Linked DNA regions of Danio rerio: region 1 is linked to region 2. A link is a contact called in public Hi-C data. All regions are on one chromosome and are shown on one strand. Each heading gives the region's core, a stretch centred on a gene start, on an enhancer-like site or on the middle of the called end of the contact. The rest is flanking DNA. Distances are from core to core; before and after follow the strand shown. Region 1 holds the start of bokb (BCL2 family apoptosis regulator BOK b). Region 2 holds the start of gtf2b (general transcription factor IIB).

Region 1 (6,856 bases), core at 2,677-5,176, 220 kb before region 2:
TGTATTAAAATTAAGATTGCGTTCTAAACAAAAAACGATACTGATAGATACACACATGCATGATAAAGAATTTGAACAGACTGATAATAACAGGCAAAGCTCTGCGCTTCTGATCCTACCTTGTCAGACTGTCCTACTTCCCATTCAAAAAGTATGTAGCACAATTTGAAGACGCAATATTCCACCCATCAGATTTTGCTACCAGTGTAAATTTTAATGTGGAGTAGTATGAGATGAAGCTGTAATAATGCCCTGACCAACCTAATCCTAAACCCCAACCTCAGAACCATTCAAATACAGTGTTAGTAGCATAATCTGATGGGTAGGATAAAATGTCAGGACACCAGCTTCAGTACACTATCCAAATTCCTTACACACACAAAAGCGAAAACTTGGGTCATTATATAGACACTGTGAAGAGCTGTGCTACTCGTCCAGTGTGTCAGTGGTTTTATAAAATCACTAAAAGGTCAGAAAGGATAGTATGACCATTATGGCACACTCCATTACGAGTGAAGGCTTGTGGTCGGTAAATGGGTTGTAAATGAAAGTGATCTAGGCCTACTGCACTGTGCTGCAAATAATAAAGCATTCCTGTGTTTTAAAACTTGCTTCATGCTTTAAGCTGAATATTAGTAACCTGCAAAATAACTAGTAAAATATGATTTACTCATCATGACCAAGACCAAAGAAACTAGTTAGTAGAAATTAGTTTTTAATTATTAAATTATTAAATGTATTGTGTTGAAAAAAATATTCTCTGATAAACAGCATATGGGAAATATTTTTAAAATAATTATAATTTCACAAGACAGCTACTCATTTTGACTTTAGCTGTACATTTCTTTCCTTAAAATAAATTCCTTAAAGTAAATTTTAAGGAAACAAATTTTTAAAAATTTTTAAAAATCGTATATTTTTTAAGAAAATAAATGTGGTTTTATGAAATAAGTTTACTGTTCATAATTACTCTTTGTAATCTTTCTTTTTATTACATTTAAAGCCGGTTCAAGCAGAACAATTCTTTAATAAAATGTTTTTAAGATGAAAGTTCTGTCATACATGGAATCCAATCATTAAAGACAAGCAAGTAAACTCTAATTCTGGTTGAAATGTAATGTTGTAAAAATGTAAATGTACAGCAGAAGTTTTGAAGTTAAGGATTGTTTTGGAATCAGATCATAAAGTCCCATAACATCCCCACTTCAACCAAGCATTTAAAAAGCCGTAATCTATGGCAACACCACTAAATTTATCCTCACTATACTTCGTGAGAAAAGCATTTTTGCAGTTTGAATCAGTAAATAAAGTACTTAGACATTGCTTAAACTTAAAAAAAAAATGAGATGGGACTGAAAGTAAAGTTACTATGGTGACAGTATAATTTACCTCCCTTTTAGAGACAGGCTTGACTGACAGCTCTTTCTCATGTTTGACATACCTACCATTCTGAAACAAAAAAACTCAAGATTTTCCCTCATTTCAAGATTAACATATTGAAGAGTTTTCACTTAACTTCCTTTCTGAAACAGGCCTCTGTTATATTGTTATCCCACTCACTTACCCATGGCTATGACTTCTGTTGCTACCGAGAGAAATGCATCTGAAACCACAGCTTCCACCGATACGCTGATATTCAGCTGCTTTGCAATATTACGATACACATATGGACGCATGCACTCCAGTTCATCACCTGTAAAACAAAAGCAAAACCAGTAACATTATTTCAATTCTGTACCTATACCCTCTTTATCCTCCAAAACATGTACTGTACATCATAAAACCTGTCTCTCAAGAACTCCAAATGCAAAACCACAAACGTTGTATACACATTTCCAGTTTACACTTGACATATTTCTTCATATTTGTTTGTACAAATTATTTTTGGATTTAGATCTACAACATGTTTGGTTTTATACTGGAAAATAATGATGATATTTCAAATAAAAATGTCATTTAGAACTTTTTTGGCAGAATACAACAAAACAGGTGCTGTTTTTGTCAGACATGTTTACATTCATTTGCAACTAGGCATGGACCGGTATAAGATTCTGACAGCATGATAACCTTGGATATAAATCTCACAGTTTCACGGTATTGTAATTACAGCTTTAAAATATGTTCTGTTTAAATGTCTGGGTAAAAAACTAAAACATTTTCCTCATTGAACATTGAGTATATTTTATTTTGAGATACATTTAAAATACTTTGGACCAGTGGCTTTTGATGTAGAGTTTCATTTCCTGCTGGAGAAACTGCTGCCCTAAAAAACTAAATAGAATAGTTGTGAAAAACGTAAAAAAAAACAACAACTTGCATATACCTTAGGAACAGTATAACAGAAAACTTTGGCGGTTTTAAAACCTTGACTTTTGTAAACCTTGAAAGTGGTTATGGTCCCATTTGCAACAAATTAAAACATTTATCTAAATGACAATATATATTTATTTAAAACTTGGAAGTAATGTTACGAAATAAAGCAAATGTTAACATTTTTCTTAAACCCATACTAATTAATACAACCTTGACATGCATTGATATCCTATAACATATAGAATGCATATATACACCTTTTATTGTATTCAGCACTATGTTGTCTTACTCCATTTTTGCACTGACCATTGAACATATTACCTTTCTAGAGAGCGTCTATTGATCTTTATATATTCTTTTATCTGTTTGTGGTGGTGTGTTAGTATGCGATACATCGTAAACTGTTAAACATCCATTTGTTGTTAAGTTACAATAAAAATATAATCTTAATTTTAAATATGCTCCGATACTGAGAGGGGTGTGTTCACCAGAAACTCGCAGTATTCAGAATAGTGGTCATTCAAGCAAAATGTTTATTTTTTGGTTGTCCTCAAAGGTCCAGAATCATGACATCAGAAACAAAATAAATACTTCTCCAAATACAACAACTTACAAAAATTGGAAGAAAGTTGCGTGATCTGAAGGCTGACCTAGAAGATAAATAGCTTACTGTACTATTACATTACCATACACACCTGTTAAGAGTTTCAAGTGATAGCCTTACCAAAAATTAAATAAATAAATAAATAAATAAATAAAGCATACTAACTATTTACTCACCCTCAAGTGATTCCAAACTTTTATGAGTTTTCATTTTTGTTAAAACAAAGCAAGATATTCTGAAAAATGTTAGAAACTTGATTTAGGAAAAACAAACATGGAAGGCCAACATTTTTCGAAATATCGTCTTTTCTGTTCAACAGAAGAAATTAACTCAAACAGTTTTGAAGCAGGTAAAGAGAGAGTGATGACTGAATATTATTTTTTGGGTGATCTCCTTTCAGTTCCCACTCACTCCTGCTTCTCTTACCCAGTTTAAGCAGCACCACAGACACGTCTACAAGAACTCCGCGCGGTTCTGGCAGGTCCAGCTCGACTTTTGACCAACTCAGTCCTTCTCTCGTGATCCTGGAGTGAATGAAGTCTCTACACAGCTCCTTGGACTGAAAGACGAGCTCTTTCTCCGTGTGAGTGCGATCAAACACATCCATCATCTCGGCGGCGAGCACGGAGGAGCGCGCGAACACGTTCATGTCCCGCATGTTTGTCTGACACGAGGACAAACCACCGCAACTTCACTGGATAAAGTAATGTAGCCTACATAAACAACCCACCGACTCCGCTAATAACAAGAAGCCCATGTCCACGGCGAAAGTTCAGATAACTTCAATATGAAACAGGTTTCCCGAAGTCAAATAGCCAATCAGGTGAAACAAAAAGACGACTGGTCAGCCCACATTAAACTCCCTCCTGAGCGATTGGTTTTAGGCTAATCGATCGATCAATCAACTTCCGCTGATCACTTTCATCATTCCTCTTTCATCTCTTGGGAGAACAAAAACTTTCTGTCATATTTTGGATCTGTCCTGAAGTGGCTCTTCATTTGTGCCCTCAGTCGCACACTTGGCAGCATTTTCTCCCTCTCTCTCTACCTGGAACGCTTAGGTAACCACTAATCAAGCAAGTGAACGGCTTAGTCCAAATATAAAACAGTCAATGGCATCCTGACAGTCAGTGCTCACAATGCTTTTAGTTCATGAACTATACCAAATCAAATGTACAATAATAAACTCTTCAAATCGTTTTCATGCAACAGACCAACATGCAATATGAAATCGAAGTAAATTTATAGAGGATACCTTTTAAAGGAACACAGCAAGTGTTTACCAAAGTTACTTTAGGCCTACAGATATTAGTAAATATGAATTTTACTTTATAAAATAGGATAACCCCTTGAGATGAACCATCGCCTTTTCGAGGGGGTCTTTATCAAGGAGTTCCCCTAAATAAAAATAATTGTAAAAATCATAAAATCTTTAAAAAGTTAAATATTTTTAAATATCACAATAAAATATAGAATAACAGCTTGCACACTGTGCTTAACGTAGAGGTATGTTTTTTTTAAGACAGACTTTAACTTGACATTTTAACTTGTACTTAAGCTACACATAAAATTTAAAAGGTTTATTGATTTATTAGAAGCACACTCTGAATAAAAATAGGATTTTTTTTTCTCAGAACAGACAGGTGTTGAGCCCATTCACATTAAGTGCCTATTTCATGAAGACCAATGATTCTTCCCTTTAGGGATCAGCGGGAAGTTCATTCATGCTTTGCTCTAGTGGTTGACCGAGTAAGTTATTATCTGTCTATGTTTAGCAGGCTAATCCTCTCCAAACCAATGCATTGGTTTAAAGTCCTGTCTGACTCCTTAATAGACCTCCATTAGGCTTGGTATGTGCATGCATCAGTATAGACTAGCCGTAGTGGTAATCCTAGAATTTTTAAAAGGTATGATAATTCACTTCTTGGGACACTCTCTTTAACTTGAATAATCATCATGCTTGAGTACAGCTTTGACCTTTAATGAATGATATGTGACCTTGGATCACAAACCCATCGTAAGTTTAATTTAAAAAAGTGTATACATCACTTGCTGAGGCATTTCTCTGTGGAGTTTGCATGTTCTCCCAGTGTTTGCATGGGTTTCCTCTGAGTGCTCCGGTTTCCCCCACAGTCCAAAGACATGTGGTATTGAATAAGCTAAATTGGCTGTAGTGTATGTTTGAATGTAAGAGTGTATAGGTGTTCCCCAGTGTTAGGTTGCGGCAGGAAGGGCATCTTCTGCGTAAAACGGGCTTGATCAGTTGGCGGTTCATTCTGCTGTGACCCCTAATTAATAAAGAGACTAAGCCGAAAAGAAAATATATAATTGAACATCACTTGCTAAATAAACAAGCTTTTCGTTGATGTAGTTTGTAATTATAGGAGATATTAGGTTGAGATTACCTTTAAAGTCTGCATGAAATCAAAATTTACAATGTTTATTTTGCTAGCTCACATTGTTACTCTTAAAATGGATAATGCAAGTTAATCCAATGAAAAAATGTAAATCTACATTTAAAGTCTGACCATTTGCTTCTGCGCTTGGTGTGCCAGGGGTTCTTCTGTTGACGTTAAGCCGAGGGCTTCCATAGCAACTGTATGTCATATCTTTAACCACACCCCTTTTACCGTTACTATTACACAATGATGCAAAAAAGAAATCCCCGCCCCTACTCAATATTCCATTTCAGTTGGAAGTACATCAACACAGAGATAAAAGTCACAGACTTCAAAGTTGTCTGAATGAAACACTTAGCAATGCATATTACTAATCAAAATTATGTTTTGTTATACAAAATTCACAAAAGTATCTTCATGGAACATGATTTTTACTTTTAAAGTTTTAAATACTTTTAAGATTTTTAAATATTTTTAAGATTTTTGCCATAAAAAGAAATCTGTATACTTTATCTGGGGTGTTTTGCTCATGCATCAAGTGCCAACTGTGGCTTACAGGTGTATAGTAAGCAGGAAATGCTGAAGACTGGGCCCAGAGGCCTAAATCGGTCTCCTCTTCCCTCCCAAAACTCAATCTTGACTAAAGAATCTCATTGAATATTGTCACAAATAGAGCCCCAGATTTTTACAGTAGCTTTGCCCCTGCTTAGTAAAGAGTATTTGTAATGTATCGGTTCATGTAGTCGGATTATTCTGTTAAGCCTAATGAATCTATTTAGTGTAGATTTCAGTGGACAGAAAAGTCACCATGAGAACAGTATTGACAGATCTTATTTTTTTACAATACTCCATTGGTTAGTATGAATTATTTATGTGCTTTTGTAATGTTCATTCAAAAAAATTTCCAGAAAAAAAGTCCAGTACACTGACAGTTGTAGAGGTGTGGTTTAGTATGTTAACAACACCCAATGGACCCTTTTCACAAGACTGTTAAGATGTTTTATAGTCATCATAATCTTAAATACTTGAATGTTTTAATGTTTTAAAACCTTTGTGAATTTTGATTTATTTATATACATATTATATCAACTTTGCATCAAAACACTAAAACTAATTACCACTTGCAAGGTTTTTCCAATTCAGTGTCTATGGTACAATACAAAACATTTGATGTTGTTCTCTCTTCTGGCTGCCGTTATCAGTCTCATATTTTTTTCCTTTTTCTGCAAGTTTTGATAACACCCTCGTTGAGTTTTTATTTGATTATTTCAGCAAATAGGATTGTAAAATGTATTTGTTGTACTCTCCCATTGACTGCACTCTATGTTTACCCAACTATGACAACTTCCGCTACTGAGAAACCCAGAAATGTGAAAAGGGTCCATACGTCAGCTCAGACAGACCTAATCCCCTTGTTAAGTGTGACATCATGCGAAGCGGTTTCCGGGTCCAGGTGCTATATCAAACTGTGTGGGGAGACTCATCAAATGGTAATAATAAACATTTACAAAACGATGTAATACTTGTGAAAATCACGATC
Region 2 (6,810 bases), core at 25-2,524:
CATTTGCGTTATAAGGCACAAGTGAATAATGAATTTAAGGATGGTATATCATTTTTCAATAGAGCATAATTGATGTGGAATATTAAAAGCCTAAGCTGTAAAACATGACAGATAGTTTTAAAATGAGGCATGCAATTCACATTTATTTTCCATTATTAGTCAAATTAAAGCCACGTGTAGTTTAGCACATGTGTGAGTCAGTCCAGACATGAAATGTATTGTTCTATACATCTTAAAACTGATTTTTTTTTAAATAATTAGATGGTTAGATCTATATTGTACTTTTGTACAATGATTTTTTTTATATTTTAATGACATCTGAACATTAAAAATGTTTTGAGCCTCTATTTAACCTACTTGTCAGTTTAATACTTAATGATATTTTTCAAATAAATTTTAGATTAACTTTAAACTATAGCTATTTATACTATAGCTATAATACTGACATGTTTTCCAAAAAAAAAAAAAAAAAAAACAATTTTTAAAAGAACAATAATGGTAGAATTTTACTGCTGAAAAAAGAAGGCATATGTTGGTAAGGTATGTTTTGATGCTGGTTTGCTGTTCTTGCACTGAAACCAGCAAGACCAGCATCGAGACCAGCAAAACCAGCACTGAAACCAGCATACCAGCATCAAACACCATCATATGCTGTTTTCTTTCGACAGGGTTTACAGTTTGCTTCAACTTACAATGTTAAGGAAACAATATGTGGAACAAATTAAAAGACCACTTGTTTTGCTGAACTTATTATGTGTGAGTTTTAGAAAAATGCTGTTATCACATTACTCTAAAAAGGTCTGATAACATTCTTTCCCAATTAAAAAAAAAACATCTGTCATTAAGAGCTCTATTTATCATGAATCATTTTCAGAATAACAATTGTTTGTTACATTGGTACTGCCTTGTTGCTGTGATGTCTAAAATGAATATGAATATGTCACCTTTTAGCTAGCCTACTTTTTCTTAAAATTTGGACGAAATGCCAACCATCACAGAATAAAACAGAAATTATGTTTTAGCCAAACATTATGCATCGTGAATCCAAGGAGATATTTTTTATAGAAACATATAACGTACATGTTTTAATTCAAAACGCAGACAAACTTAATGAAAATACGACATGTATCTAAAAAAACTACAAATGGGGGAACATGAATAAGTTTTGTCGAATCAAAAATGTGAAAAATTGAACCTTGTTGCACCCCGTTCTTTCTTTGTACACGTGACCTACAAAACCTATAAATAGAGGTAGCGGGCGTCCATTGTGTTCACCAGAGAGTCACTGCCGTGGACAACAGACAGAAACAGTATGGCGTCAACGAGCCGGTTGGTTTCATTTCTGATGGTTTTCTATCGCTTCTCTGTCTGTCTGATATCGGTCTGTAAACGCACGTTATAGATGAGCTTTGATTCTATCCGCTGTGCTCTCTGGGCTTTTATTAGCTGTTTGTTGTCGCTGTGACGCGTATGAAAGCCTCAGGAAAACACGAACGCTGTCATTTTCTGCTAGCGCACGTTGTTTGTGTTTTCGTATCATGTGAAACGAGACAAAGCGACAGCTGCTGGAGCTGTAAATAACGTTAAAAGACGAGTCGTCAGGGTTGTTGTCTCAGGTCTTTGTGGAGGCTTGAAATGCTTGTCAAATGTGAACCGAGCAACAGTCATCAGAGAGCTAACAGCGCTAACTGCTCCACATCAACAACTCAGGAAGTCTTGCCTGGTGTAGTGACAAATTATTGTTCTTATTTAATAATTTATGCCAATAATAAACAATCATTTATTCTAGTTAATGCCTTCGTTTTTTAGGCTTTTTCACTACTGTAGATGTTGTATTTGAACAGAAACGGGAAGTTTTTATGGGTCAGTTTCAATGTTTTCTTTTGTATAAAATAATCAAATAAAAATAATAATTTGCTTTTGAATAAGGTGTTTTGTGGTGTAGAGTTACTTTACAAATACCTTCATCAATTAACATTAGCTTATGGATTATCTAAGATCACAATGAGCCTAATGAACTTAATTCTTTTTGGTGTTAATATTTATTGTCTTTATCATAATAGTTGAACATACAATTGTTTGTGGTTCATAGCAGTTCTCTGAAAATTAGGCTAATGCCTTATTAAAGTTAAGAATAGTATTTGTTGATGTTAAAATCGTTGGTAATTAAGACTGAGAGTTTAGAATTATTTTTCATGTCATGTAACTTAGTTAGCTATAGGATTGAGGTATAATTGGTTTTATACTCGCACATAGGCATGGGCCAATATAAGTTTCTGATGGTATATGATAACCTTGGATAAAATTACCACAGTTTTATTGGATCACAGTATTGTGATTACTGCTCTAAAATAAGGTCTTTTTAAATGTTTGGGTAAAAAAGAAAAAAAAAAATTTTTAAAGGCTTGTACTATATTTTGGAACAGTAAACATGTAAGGCTAAACAGTTAAATCATTGATTTCTGCTGTCTTCATTAGTTTCAAAAACAGATTTATAAAAAAAAAATGCAGTTGGAGTCGAAAAACCTTACATATACCATAGCAATGGTATAACAGAACATTTTAGCAGTATTAAAACCTTGACTTTTCCTAACTGCTGTAAACCTTGAAACCGGTTATCTTCTCATGCCTATTCACACATTTGTTTATATTTGAACAGTGACCACTTGTTCTGTTGTTTACCACTCTACTTTGATTATACAGACTGAAACTGCTTGTAAATATGAATTCAGTACAACATTAACCCTATTTACTTGATTGTGAACAATGTTGTGCGTTCATAGTCATTGGCTGCTAATATGATTTCACTATTTCAATCATGTTGATGATACTTCATTGAGATTATATAATTAAAGAGAAAGTCAGAGTGTGCAAACTAAATATAAAACTAACTGTACTTAAATAGCATGGTCATGATTATTCATTAGTTGCATTTTTTACGGTTATACACTGTAATCAATCTATCTAAGAGAACTGCAGTTGGATGTTCAGTGACATTTTGGCTTTCAAATATAGAAGATAAAAGCTTGTAAGCGAATATTAGTCATTTTGCTTCAGTTTTATTGTTGTTGAAAAATATTTCAATTACAACAAAGAGAGAAGTATTTTAGCCTATTGATTTTTATTTTATAGTTTTATGGAAAAGCACATGCGCCTAAGAAAATCAGTATAGTGCAGTAGTAAAATAATGAAAGTTAAAAAAATATCTTTCATTATATTTTAGATGCAGCATAAATGAGCAAAATGGTGAATTAAATCATTCATGTACACTTAATAACTGATTGAAATGTTAATTGGAAAACTCCAGAATAGTTACTGGGGTTATTACTAGACTTTTAAACTGTTATAACTTAAAAAAATAATTAAAATTGAAAACAATGCCAGTGAAGTAGGGGTTACACAATATATAATTTCAGCATCGATATCGCAATATGATCATTCGCAATAGTCACATCGCGAGCATACACAATGTTGAGTCTGGATTATAATTCATAATTTTGATGTGTTGTTGATGCCTGTGATTGTATTATGACCTTTAAAGCATTCAGGCACAATAAATTGTACCATTTGTAACTTTAACAATGATTAATTTTATTAAATTATTTTTATCTTTCAGTTACTTTACTTGAATACTGTTAGACTCTGAAAATGATGAAACACTTTTTCCTGATTATATTTAGAGATTGTTATGCATGAAATAAATACAGAAATGCAATAGCACAGCCCACATCGAACATGTGTCGGGGGACCCTAAAAAGTTTATAAATTGTTTATTAGATTTTATAGAGATGCACTCCCACTGCAGAATCATCCCAATCGATTTAACATTATACTTTCTTTCCAAATAGAGATTTTTAAGTTATCTGGTGAAATTGTATTCATATCACAAAATAAAAAAAATATATATTGCATTGCTAGATGTTTTGAATATTGTGCAGTCCTACAATGAAGTGACATTAGATGGTTCTTCTCCTGATATTCCTTCCCAGCTATTTTCACTAGATTTTATTTCTATAAAAATGATCATCTGAGCATGCCTAAAATGTTTTTCTGTATCTAAATCTACTGGCAAGCAATTTATATCAAATGTCAATACTCTTTAAAAGTGTTTTTTTCTGACCTCTGAGATCTGAATTTTGTATTTCTCAGTGGAGACTCTCTTCCCAAAGTGCAATGCCCGAATCACCCCGATGCCCTGCTGGTGGAGGACTACAGGGCAGGAGACATGATCTGTCCTGAATGTGGCCTTGTAGTAGGTATGAGTTTCAACCTGCTTCTGAATTATACAGCTGGATGTTTTCATCACTAATGTAAACAGTAAGACAATGAACGCGCCTTCGCTTTCTATGGCAGGAGACCGTGTAATTGATGTGGGGTCAGAGTGGAGAACGTTCTCCAATGAGAAGGCAACCAAAGATCCGTCTCGTGTTGGCGATGCTCAAAACCCTCTTCTCAATGGAGGAGACCTCACTACCATGATCAGCAAGGTAGGGATTTATCCACTAATGATTATTAAAAAAAGTATCTGTATTTTTTTCTTTTATTGTCTTGACTGTCTGGAAAGAAATCTTGATATAAGCAATGATTAAAGTGTTATAGTTTAAAAAATAATTGATTATAATAAGTATTTATTAATGTCCTGGGCCTGACCAGGGTAGCAGTCCAGACAATGTGCAACTCGGTGCATGAAAACAAAAATAGTCGTCATATCCATTAGGCTATAATATGCAAGATTTGGGGGTAATGTTAAAAAACTGCTTTCCCATTGTTTTAGGTGAAAACTTAAATCAATCCATAAATTAGAAATGATTATGGTTTATCCTGGTTTAAAGACCTTTTTCTTCGTTGCTGCATGGCGGGCACCATTGTGACCAGCGCCTTATGGTTGGGTGCTTAGAACTTCCGTTAAGAATTGTTATCAGCTAGAGCAGCGTTTCTCAACTGGGTGTCAATACTGTTTTTAGTGGCCTACGGAGTGTTTTTGTGATGCGGTACTTTAATTTTGAAAGAAAGACGTGTGTTAAAGCCGTTATACTTCTGTCAGATGCAGTTCATGTGCAAGAGAAAAATGTTCTCCTAATTTAGTGTCTACCATTAGGTCAGATGCTAAAACATAGGGTCAGTGTTCTCGACCTGTCAGCTGTTATAATGTACTCTGCAGCTCCTCAATGCAAACACACACACACACACACACAGACGATACCTCACTGCATTATAAAGAGCAACCATATTACTGGCATGAAACTAGCAGGTATGCAAGTCATGCAATTTCCAAAAAAAATCAATAAAAATCTGTTACTGATAGTATTCTGGCTGTTTTGCATGTTGATTCTAATCAGGAGCAGTTATGTTTCGTTTAGTTAGTTTGTGTAGTGAAGTATGTACCACGATATGCGTTTCCTGCAATTTCAAAATGCCTCTTTATTTTCACTTTGTGCCACTCATTCAATTAATGTGTTTAACATTTTAAAGAATTACGTTTGTTTGGCTTGGTTGTATATTTGAAAAAAATAGAAAATGTTGACTTTAGTGATGACAGGGCTTCATTTAAACGGCACGATGCCATCTAACAGCAAGAGAAATATACCTCGCAGCAGTTGTTTTCCATCCCTTTAGATCCCTTTTATCAAATTTTCTAAATAAACAGTCCAGGAGGAGGGCCTGATCGACACCAGTATTGGTTCAAATACAATAAAAGCAAGTAAAATAGATTAAAACTATGACTTCAAAGCTGTCTGAATGTGACTCTTTTGTAAGTTCTTAGCATCCTCCTTGGCCATACACGCAAAGGAAAATGGTTAATTTTGCATTCTAAGAAAAAAGTCTATATGAAAAGGTGGCTCCATGAGGATTAGTGTATTTACTTTACACTTTATGAATATCAATAACATCAATGGGTGCTTTAACATTTTAATTACTTATATGATAATTTAAATGTATTGTTAATGTGCAATTATGTAAACAAACAGTTATTTGAACAGGAAACAAACTGAACAAACCAGGTTGCAGAAAAGACTTGAATTACCCTTTGCCTGAGGCTGTGGATTAAAGGTCATAATGTTATAAAGAATGTTCAGTTTCCTGCACAGACCAATAGTTTCAGTTCATATTTTTTTCGTTTTCTTTTTGAGTCTCAAAGTTTCAGCAGCTGTTGACTTGCATTTTATGAATCAGAAACACAGTTTCACTGGAAATCTTTTGTAACGATCTACTGACCAGAAAAATGTACCCATTTCACGGATGGCCTGAAGATGAGCACATTAACAGCAAGTTTGTTTCCTAAGAATTATTAGTTTGTTTGAAAACACAGTATAAAGCATTCTCTTTAAACATTCAACTTTAGTCATGCACTTTATCTGCAGCACCTCAATGGGATTTCTTGGCTATATGTCTTATTCATGTTATCCATAAATATTAATTATTTGCTGCTGTATTGTTGAATGTTTTCCACTCCCTGACATAATTAATTCATAGTCAAATTTATTGTCTTGTTTTTCATTATCAGACATTTTTGATGTTTAGGGATTAGTAGTTCCAGTCATACTTTATTAAAGACTATAGAATACACAAGACATGCCACTATGACAAGACATAGTTTTGAATTGGGAAAAGTGTAATGGTCAATATGGCGAATGAAGCCCCGTCTGCAAGTACAAGAGCCAATAAGCGATCGCTATAGCCTGAGGATTCTCTGGGAGAGAGGCTAGGACCAGATGTAAATTTCTGCAGATTTTGTGTGATTTAAACATTTAGAAATGAAGCTTAAGATTTTATTGTTTTTTCCTAATTTGAAATTTAATCGTAAGCTTA

Evidence for each region. Hi-C and Micro-C count contacts between places; a contact is called where the count stands out from the background.
Region 1: a Hi-C map of an unstated tissue shows a contact between it and region 2, with 2.2 times the contacts expected there. The contact joins the promoter of bokb here to the promoter of gtf2b in region 2. A contact is called at or near these places in 2 of 18 Hi-C or Micro-C datasets (hematopoietic stem cells and an unstated tissue) and 1 of 4 datasets of contacts at active chromatin or transcription factors (embryo).

What each region holds. Positions count from the first base shown.
Region 1 is chr2:25,965,326-25,972,181 of GRCz12tu, reverse strand. It overlaps bokb (BCL2 family apoptosis regulator BOK b), which reads right to left and starts at 3,926. Exons shown (of 4, transcript NM_201185.2): 1 at 3,344-3,926; 2 at 1,565-1,693. The coding sequence starts at 3,566.
Region 2 is chr2:25,742,805-25,749,614 of GRCz12tu, reverse strand. It overlaps gtf2b (general transcription factor IIB), which reads left to right and starts at 1,274. Exons shown (of 7, transcript NM_199697.1): 1 at 1,274-1,329; 2 at 4,150-4,256; 3 at 4,354-4,487. The coding sequence starts at 1,313.